2 separate regions of the Gossypium hirsutum genome follow, and region 2 is linked to region 1. The links are chromatin contacts, called in public Hi-C maps. All regions are on one chromosome and are shown on one strand. The core of a region is the stretch at or near the end of the contact, and the rest is flanking DNA. Distances in the headings are between cores, read along the strand shown. Region 1 has its middle 4.2 kb from the start of LOC107908253. Region 2 holds the start of LOC107909636 (spermidine synthase 1).

Evidence for each region. A called contact is a pair of places that touch in the nucleus more often than the background predicts.
Region 2: a Hi-C map of leaf shows a contact between it and region 1, with 2.4 times the contacts expected there. The contact joins the promoter of LOC107909636 here to the enhancer-like site in region 1. A contact is called at or near these places in 10 of 34 Hi-C or Micro-C datasets (cotyledon, fibers, leaf and 2 more).

Annotation. Positions count from the first base shown.
Region 1 is chrD02:61,410,502-61,415,238 of Gossypium_hirsutum_v2.1, forward strand. No RefSeq gene overlaps it. Among protein-coding and RNA genes, the nearest start is that of LOC107908253, 4.2 kb to the right of the region's middle. Within about 2 kb of position 2,645, at least 5 of the 9 cell types and tissues checked have an H3K27ac peak or open chromatin away from gene starts, as enhancers often do. A contact at or near this core is called in cotyledon and leaf, where this site is marked.
Region 2 is chrD02:61,455,512-61,460,248 of Gossypium_hirsutum_v2.1, forward strand. It overlaps LOC107909636 (spermidine synthase 1), which reads left to right and starts at 2,313. Exons shown (of 9, transcript XM_016837246.2): 1 at 2,313-2,767; 2 at 3,905-3,981; 3 at 4,072-4,194. The coding sequence starts at 2,563.

The DNA.
Region 1 (4,737 bases), core at 1,395-3,894:
AACAATTGATCCTAGTGCCTATCTACAAGATTAGAGTCTTAAGGGGTTTAAACTCTATCCAATCTTATCCCTTAGAATTTAAATTAACCATGGTAGCTATAGTTTTACTAGAATATTTTTCTGGGCCACCAAGACTTCAAGAAGATGGGCTTCTCCATGGGTTTCACGAATCAAACAAATTCTAGTCGGTCAAATGAGCCCCATTTAATCAATTAACCTCCATGAGACGATTTATGTGCATTTGTCACAGGCTTTGATTTTCGGCTTGTGACATATGCATGTGGATACCACGGATTTAGGATGTAGTCATGTGTTTTAAAAAACATAAGGTAAACAATGAAATCTTTGGGTTGGAATTAATTAATCATAAGAACACATAAAATATGTACGATATTAAAATAGAACAATTAGATTATATTGTGAGTAAAACGAAATTTAAACACATTAATACATCAGATTAAGAATACTAGATGAATACCATGTTTAAAAATAATATACAATAAATAATGAAACGTATGGTTTGTAATTATTTAATAATAACACATGAAATATATATAAAATATTAAAATAAAAAATTAGAATAAACATGTACGAAAGGATATTTTTGTAATTTCACTAATCAAGTTGGTGCCCGATTAACTCGTGACACCAACTCAATCAATGACTTAAATAATAGTATAAGTATACAAATAATGGAGATAATAAAGTGTGCATAATAAAATTAAAATGTATATAAAAAAATCAAAATAGAGCTTTGGTTGAATGGTAAACTTAGTTTTATGTATGCAATTGGTGTGAGTTTAATCCCATAATATGCATTTTTATTGTATTTAAAAAAATAAAAAAACTAAAATACATTCGAATAATATAAATTATTTTAAATACAAAATAATATTTTTTTAATTGGATTAGTGCCACTTTAACTAGTGACATACTCAATCAGAAATTAAATAATAGTATAATTATTATATTTTTTTATGACACTCTAAAAAATGAAATAAATTTTTTTATTGGATATCTAAAAGGTAATATTTTAATATCAACCTAGCCTAAGTTACACTCTGTTATAATGATATGTGTAAATATGTTATTTGTGATATAAAGTTTAGAATTATAAATATTTGATAAAAAAAAGTATCACAAAATCATTTGTATTTTACGTGGATTGCTTTTTAGTTTTTCTATTAAGAAAAATAGTAAATTAGTTTTTGTATGTTAGATGAGTGAGGAAAATAATCTCTCTGTTAAAATTGTACATGAGATGTAATAACAAATTTAGCCATTAACATTTATATATTTATTTAATTTAACCCTTACTTTTTTATTAGAAATAAATTAGAAAATTTTAAAACTAATAAGGCTAAAGTGAAAAAAAAGCCCAGTAACAAATTTTAAAAATAAAAGAAAACTCTTTAAAATTTAAAAAATATTTAAAAAAGTCATTAAAATTTTAAAATTTCTATAATTTTTATTAAAAAATTTAAGTTGAAAACTAATAAAATACTCCAATTGAAGTTTCTGTGATTTTAACATCTACAATTGTTTTTATCTTCTTCAATATTTCTTCATTTTTATTTTGCACCACCAATTTTTCAGTGACCAATTTGATACATTCTATTCGAAATATGAGCTGCGTGGGCCCTGGCATCAACTCTCCATGGGAGAGCAGCACTTCGTTTCAAAAAATTGGCATTGCTGCACTGTAATGCATTCCGTTCGATAAGGTTGTCTGAATCAGATTGAACTGATCGGTTGAATTGATTGGATTGAAAATTGATTAAAGTATTGTTCTAGTGATGGGTTTTAAATAGGTTGACTCAGAATCTATAGGAACTCGGTAAAAATCGATTGAATTGAATTTTTAATAATTTTTATTTTTATAAAATTTTTAATAATTTATTTAATCGAATCGATGATCTAACCGATTCAATCACCGGTCTGATTCTGAAAATTTCTAGTTGAATGCACTTTTCCAGTTTTCCTTTTGGTTATGGATTCAATTTGCGTTTTCAAAGTTTTCTAATGATATGGATATTCAATTTAAAAGATATTAACTGACATGAAAATAGCTTTGTACTTGAAATAATATACGAAATAATTGAAAAATGCACAACAGGAAGATTTGGAATACTAATATATTGTTAAAAAAATGGAATTTAAAAATTGGTGAATATGTATAAATGTTAAGGGCTAAATTTGTTATTATATTTTATATATAAATATCAAAATAAACATTTAGGTGCAATTTTAAAAGAATGATTGTTTTGTTTACGTACAAGAATTAATTTACCTTTTTTTTTTAATAGAAGAACTAAAATACAATTTGTGATATAATATAGGGAGTTTTGTGGTACTTTTACAAAATTTTAAACATATTAATCTCTAATATCTATGACAGTACTGAATTGAAGACTTTGAGGCATTACCAAATAATGCTCGAGAGTTTTTTTGTTTGAAAAAATAAGTGAAAAAAAAAAACCTAAAATCTAAATGGCACAATTGCAATAAATTGAACCGACCATAGAAAAAGAATAATAGAGGAGAGGCAAGTGTAGAAAGGAAAGTAAAAAAGAAGGCAATCAAGCCATGTTGAGGGACCCCCTCTCAAATTTGCCGACCAAAAACGAATAAAGGACAGCAGTCAGTGGAGGAGTTGGTCGCTAAGCTTTGGTGGTAGGGGATAGATATATCATTTGACATTGTCAGAGTTGGTTGTCGTGGAAACTTACTACTTTCGAATAATAATTAAAAATAAAATCAGCATCATCATCAACAGTTGCATGGCAAATGGATCGTTTCTTGCGTGTGTTTCACCCGACTGCCAGACTCTAATTTCTTGGAAGCTCATCATTTTAATTTGATGATGGACTTACAAAGTGTGAAAACCCCCATGCCAAATTACGCCGCCCACGTAAACTCATCCATCCATCTATCCATCACCTTCCTTCTTTTTGGGATTTTGACCAAACACCATCGGTTCTTTTCACAATCTGTATAAGTGGAATATTATTATTGTTATTAGGTACACAACCTAATTGGGGGTTTTTATCTTGATTATTCAAAAAAATATCTTTTTAATCGAGTTATTGTTGTAAAAAAATATAATTTTAATTATTTAAACGTTAGATCTTTAAACTAAAGCTTTTTTTAAAATAATTAAAATAAAAAAATCTAAAAAATTAAGTGACTAAGAAAGTAGTTATTACGGTGGACTCAATTCAACTTTCGTCTTGCTTGCTTACCACACCTCAAATGTTCGTTTTCTAGAGCTATCCGGCTACGTGTAGAACAATATACTTTACAAAATAATAAAAAAGAGCAATAAGCTGTAGACGTTGATATTTGCTACCTTATATTATATGTACAAATATCTATGCAGTGTCACCCATGCCCATGCTCTACCAAAATCAATATAGAATGGTTTTCTCCTCTCAAACAAATATTGCACATTTAATATTTTAAAAATAAAATAAAGGGAAAAAAAATGGAGAATGCGTTAGGAAGTTGAATTGTCAGATTAGACGTTGGTCCGATTCAAGTTGCCGAAATGAGATCTCAACCTCGATCTGCCATGGTTGGTATCTGTATCTATCTATCTATTTATATAGAAAAATCAGATCATCAAATTAAACTTTAATTAAAATCATTCTATTTTATGGTTCATCATAAAATTCACAATTCTTTTTAATTTCTTCCTATGAACTATTTTATTTCTCTCTCTTAAATTGAAAACCAAAATTCTACCAAATTTAAAACTAGAAAATTAATTGAAATTTCCATAGAAATTAACACGAGTAATTTTTTTTCATGTGTAATGATTTTTTGGCCCTCTAACTTTATAAAAAAAAAAATTTTAGCCTTCCATTTAATTTTCGTCTCTTGTGGTATTTGAATTTACATTTTTGTCAAATTACCCCAAATTGATAGAAAATTTATCGCTTGTTGACTTTACTGATATGACATACACGTGGATTGTTATGTAGATGAAACATTTAATTAATTTTTTAAATATTAAAAATATTAAAATATTAATAATTTAATGATTTTTAGTTTTTAAAAATAGTTTATATATTTTAATTTTTAAAATTAAAAAAACTAATTAAACAAATCATCCACGTGACAGTCCACATATATTCAATGTCAGCAAAGTTAAAAAATATTAACTTCTCATTTATTTTGAGGTGATTTAGAAAAAGAAAATATCGGGTCGCGTTGAGAATTTTTTTATTAGTCAAATCTCTTTCTACAAAAAATTCAAAAAAATTAAAAATAAAAGAAAACAAAAAATTTAACTAAATAACTAAAATAATTTAAAAATTAAAAAACGAAAAGTGTTTATGCTTTCAAATAAAGAAAGAATGGTTCCATTCTGATAAACTCGAAATATTCTCTTCCCGTTATCCTATATATATTTTTGGACGAATATTGTAAATTATTCCTAAAACATTAGCTTTCGCAATGAAGCATCCCGAGGCTGCCTATTTTGTTCCTGTTCTCCTATGCCTACATATATTAACTTCATATTTTTAAATAAAAATGGTTATTCTTAATTTTAGTCTTACAATTAAAATAATTACAAAAAATAATTTTAATTCAAGAAAAACCTTGCTAAAATATTGATAAAATTAATTTCATCTTTAATTACCGGTGATTCAATGTAAGTTTAATTCAAGAACTATATTTGATTATTTTTATTTTTATTTTATAATAAAAATCAATTGATTTAATTTTTATTTA
Region 2 (4,737 bases), core at 1,063-3,562, 45 kb after region 1:
TTTCCACCAATATTTTCCTTCCTTAACCTTAAGACCCTTCTCTTCCATTTATTTTTTCTATTTGTTTCTCGAGAAAAAAAACCTAGATTTTCAATTTTTTTTTTGCAGATACACTTAAAGAGATTGGAAGAAAGTTTTTTGCTACCTTTGGTAACTAATCGTGAATATTTCTTTTTATTTTGTTGAAGTTTTTGAGAATTTGTAAGAAAAACGGTGAACAAATTTCAAGAGATTTGAAACTACTGTTATCTTTTGATTCAGTTTTTCTTGTTTGATAGATACATTTGGAAGATAGAAGAGCTATTTTGGGGAGAAATTTCAACTAGTCAACATTTTCCTCTTGTTCTTTCATTTCCTCTGATTTGTTTTCTCAAACATTAATGCTCAATCTTCACCTCCCTTAGAAGAAACATGAAAGAGAAATAAAGAAGCTTTTGATTAAAAAATTGAAAGTTTTTCAAATTTGAGAAGTCTGACAAAGGATGGAGATGAAGTTGGAGAAGACAAAAATCATTGATTGACACTCTGATGCCATTTTCAGGCCGAAAAGGAGGCCAACCACCAACAACGACGGAGGTAGCAACTTGGGTTTGAGGGAGGAAGAAGAAAGAAGGGAAAAAAAGAAGGTCAAAAAAATTTGGGGGGGGAGAAAAGTCAAAAGAACAAAAAAGTTTTTTCTTTTAAATTTTTTTAAATTATGAGATCACTATGACATCATTTATGACTGAACGGCGTTAGACTTAGTACTGATTTAGTAGATGGAAAATAAGTTCGGGTACCAATCTAGGACAAAAAAATTATAAATACCAATATGGGAGAAGTGGATAAATTCAGGTACTAATTTTATATTTAACCCTTATAAATTTGAGCTTAATTTGTCTAAAAGTCAGTTGAGGGATAAATATACCTTCACTTGTATTTTTTGTTGCAACATAATCTTTAACAAAAATCGGATCGACATTAGAATGTGTGTTCTACTTTGTTTGATTTACTATTTCAACATATTCGTTATGTCAAATAATGTACTTTTCTAGTGTCAGGATCAGATTTGACCATATCTTTAATAAGCAAGTTAATAGTCTTCAAATATTAACATTGATGAAATTCAAATCAACATTCAAATGAAAATACAAACATTGGCCTTTTGAGATGTTTCCGAATCTTGTTGGAAAAAGTTGTTGAATCAAATGTTGTAACAAGTTTTTAACAAAGTTGTTTTGCAAGTTAAATAAGGGAGTAAAAAAAATTGAGAGACCAAAATTCTTGATATTGTTTAGATTAAATAATTTTATCTCTGCAGAGCCTTATTAAAAGAATTGAATCCTTTAAATATTTTTTCGATACAACAGTTGCTTTAATCCCAACGTACGCAATACTCACTAGATAATTGTAACCTTAATGTTGCCCAATAGTGTACACTCACTCTCTCTTAAATACCTCACTTACAAGTATAACCTCTCCAAAACTACTTGAAGTAACAAAGTATAATAAACTCAACAATGTATTCCCTAGAAATACAAATAAGCACTCCCTAAAAAACCACATAAAAACAATTATTTTCCTACCCATAAATAGACTCTAGTTGTCGTTTTACAACAAAAGTGATAATACCACGTTTCTTCATTTCTCTCATCTTTACTCTTAACCTTCGTAATCATGCAACTTCTTACAATGCATGACAAAGGAAGATGAAGGCTTGAAATAAATACAATAAATCCCCCGTGACCAAATAAAATAGTAAAGATGATAAGATTGAAGTCTACAATCCCATATATTCCATGGTATCCAACCCACATGCAAAGCATTTTATATTTTGAGAAGGCAACAAAAACAGACAAATAAATAAAAAAGAAGGGAAAATCTAACAAATATCGGCATCATCCACCAACAGTAGCTTTATTACGCCTAGATATTCCCCAACTTTTCACACTGACATAAAGCAAAATAATATTTGTTATTAAATAAAAATTTCATTGATAATCCCAACGAAACATGATTTCATCCCAATCCCAACCCTAATTGAGAACCTTATCATTTATTATCAGTAATAATACTGGTAATGATTTTGTTTATTTGATTCAATTTTACTAAATTGGAAAATTCTTTATTGTTCAGAATCCAACTCGGCATTATTAAAAACTAATGAATATTTTTGTAATAATTTAATAATTGAAGTAAAAAAGAGGAAGAAAATCTCAACTTCACAAGTCACAATCCCAGTCCACACACAAAAGACGCGTCGTTTGCAAGCAGATTCTTCGTAATCCATATATGACGATATAAATTGAAATTTTGATTTTTCTTCCTCAAATATTCTTTTTTCTGCTTTTTAATTTATATTATATTAATATTATTTGGCGAAGGCCTAAACAGCCCAGCCCTTGCAGCAACAGGCGTCTGGATGCTACTATAAAGCAAGACCAAAGACCGATATAGTGTGGCCTCTTTTTCTCTTTCAGTGACCTGTATCCAGCCAACCCGAGATTTTCTATTTTCCGATTCTTTTTAGGTCTTTTTCCCAATTTTTTTGTATTTCTAAAACAGAAACAAATAGGTGTCTCAATGGCAGAAGAGAGCGGTGCCCCTGTAAGTTGTGCTGATTTGCCCGTTAAAAGGCCCAGAGAAGACGAAGAAAACGGGGTCTCTTCTGCTGCTGCTGTTGTTGCCATGGAAATGGAAGCTGATACCAATAACACTTCCAAGGAAGTTGATGGGATTTCCTCTGTTATTCCTGGATGGTTCTCTGAGATTAGCCCAATGTGGCCTGGTTCGTTTTTCAACTCTCCTGATTCCCCATTATTTCTCCTAATCTTTTCTTTACGTTTCCTTTTGGAGAAAAGAATGTAAAGTGTTTTTTTTTTCTCTGCTTCGATTCCAAAGAGGGCTTTTTTCTTAAATCTGGTTTTTTTTTCCTTTCTGATTTTCGCCAAAGAGGGCTTTTTTCTTAAATCTGGTTTTTTTTCCTTTCTGATTTTCGATGTATGTTTTAATCTATGTATATTTTTTGTGGTTATTGATTTGTTTTAGATTATGGTGAGCAAGTTTCTGTGCTTTTTATTTGGCTTTCAACTGATTTGAATGAAAATATTTTATTTTATTTTATTGTGCTTATTTTGATTGTGTAAGATATTGGTTCCATCTAAGGGCGATACTTATTTCGATTGAATTCATGGGTTGGGTTCTTTTCAACTTCGTTCCCCCTTTTATTCGTCATTTCTGATGTGCGTTCTTATCTGATATTTTCTGTTTTTGGCTCTTCTTTAGGGGAAAAAAAGGGTTCTCAAATGGTCCCATCTCCCATATTGAGGATGTTATTATTTTGCACATCTCATGTAACTTGGTTGTCATTTCTGCTTGTGTAGTGGGTCTGTTTGTGATTCTTTATAGTGAAAAAGAAAAAGGAAAAAAAAACTTCATTTTTATATGTCTAACTACTAGTTAACTACATTTTCATTGAATGTTAAGCGTTTACGCTTCTTTGTGTACATTTGCTTGTTTATATGATTGACATCTCGAAGTGCATACTGCTTGCATGTTGTCACTTGTGTGTATTTTTCTTATTTGGGAGTGTGTACTATTAGTTTAATAGCGACGTCTGATCTATATTCATTCATAATTCAATATGTTAATCCATTGCTGCCCGTCTTGATTCTTGGATTTATGGGTTCTTTCTTAGTAGTTACTGTGAAAGTTGTGGAGTACGAGGCTGGTGTTACTTTTGCAAGTTAGGGTCTTTTTAGTGTGCACGGGGGGTTCCATGCAGTAGGCTTTGTAAGTTACTTGAAATTAAGAAAGATGCAAGGGAGGAAGTAGCATAATAATTCACTGAAATGATACTTTCTTTTTATTTAGTATCTGAGAAGAAAAATATCTTTAGTGGCTCTGTTTTATATGAAATATGCAGGAGAGGCGCATTCCTTAAAGGTTGAAAAGGTCTTGTTTCAAGGGAAGTCTGATTACCAGAATGTTATGGTCTTTCAGGTATTTCATGGTCCCATTTTATCTTGCTTCTTTTTCTCCCTGTTTAGTTTCTTTTAAATTTTTAATTTTTGAAGCACGGCACTCTTGCAGTCATCCACATATGGGAAGGTTCTTGTTTTGGATGGTGTGATTCAGCTCACAGAGAGAGATGAATGTGCATATCAAGAGATGATCACTCATCTTCCACTTTGCTCCATTCCAAATCCTAAGAAGGTATTTCAGCTACTATATTACTGATTATATCAAGAGCTGTTTTCTACACGATTTGCATTTCTCAGTAAACATTTGAAGTGAATTCCGTGCCATGTTTTAGATTCATTAAGGCTTGGATGGATATTAAGGTAGTCCTCATTTTTTACATTTAGCTGCAAGAGAATTACTGAAGTAAATGCTTAATTTTCGTTAAGTATATTGAAGGAGCCATATAATATTTCTGAGATCCACTGGAAATGATTTTGTTTATTGTTTTGACTCCATATTTGTATTATTTTTAATTTTATTAGTTTTTGGTGAATGTGGTCTTTTCCTATCTGCTGTTAAACCCACAGAAGTTTTACATGTTCTTTTCTCTTTTTCCTGAAGGAATCTCCCTCATTTAGAAATGAAAACCAATAAAATTTAAAGAATACAAACTGCTGATATTTAACAGCAACGAACTATTTGTGTTCAATAGTTTTGGGTGGAAGTTGAACATGCTTTAGTTATAATCTGTTTCCATTTAATGTGGCTTCTCTTGGGAGCTTGCTTTTAATGGTA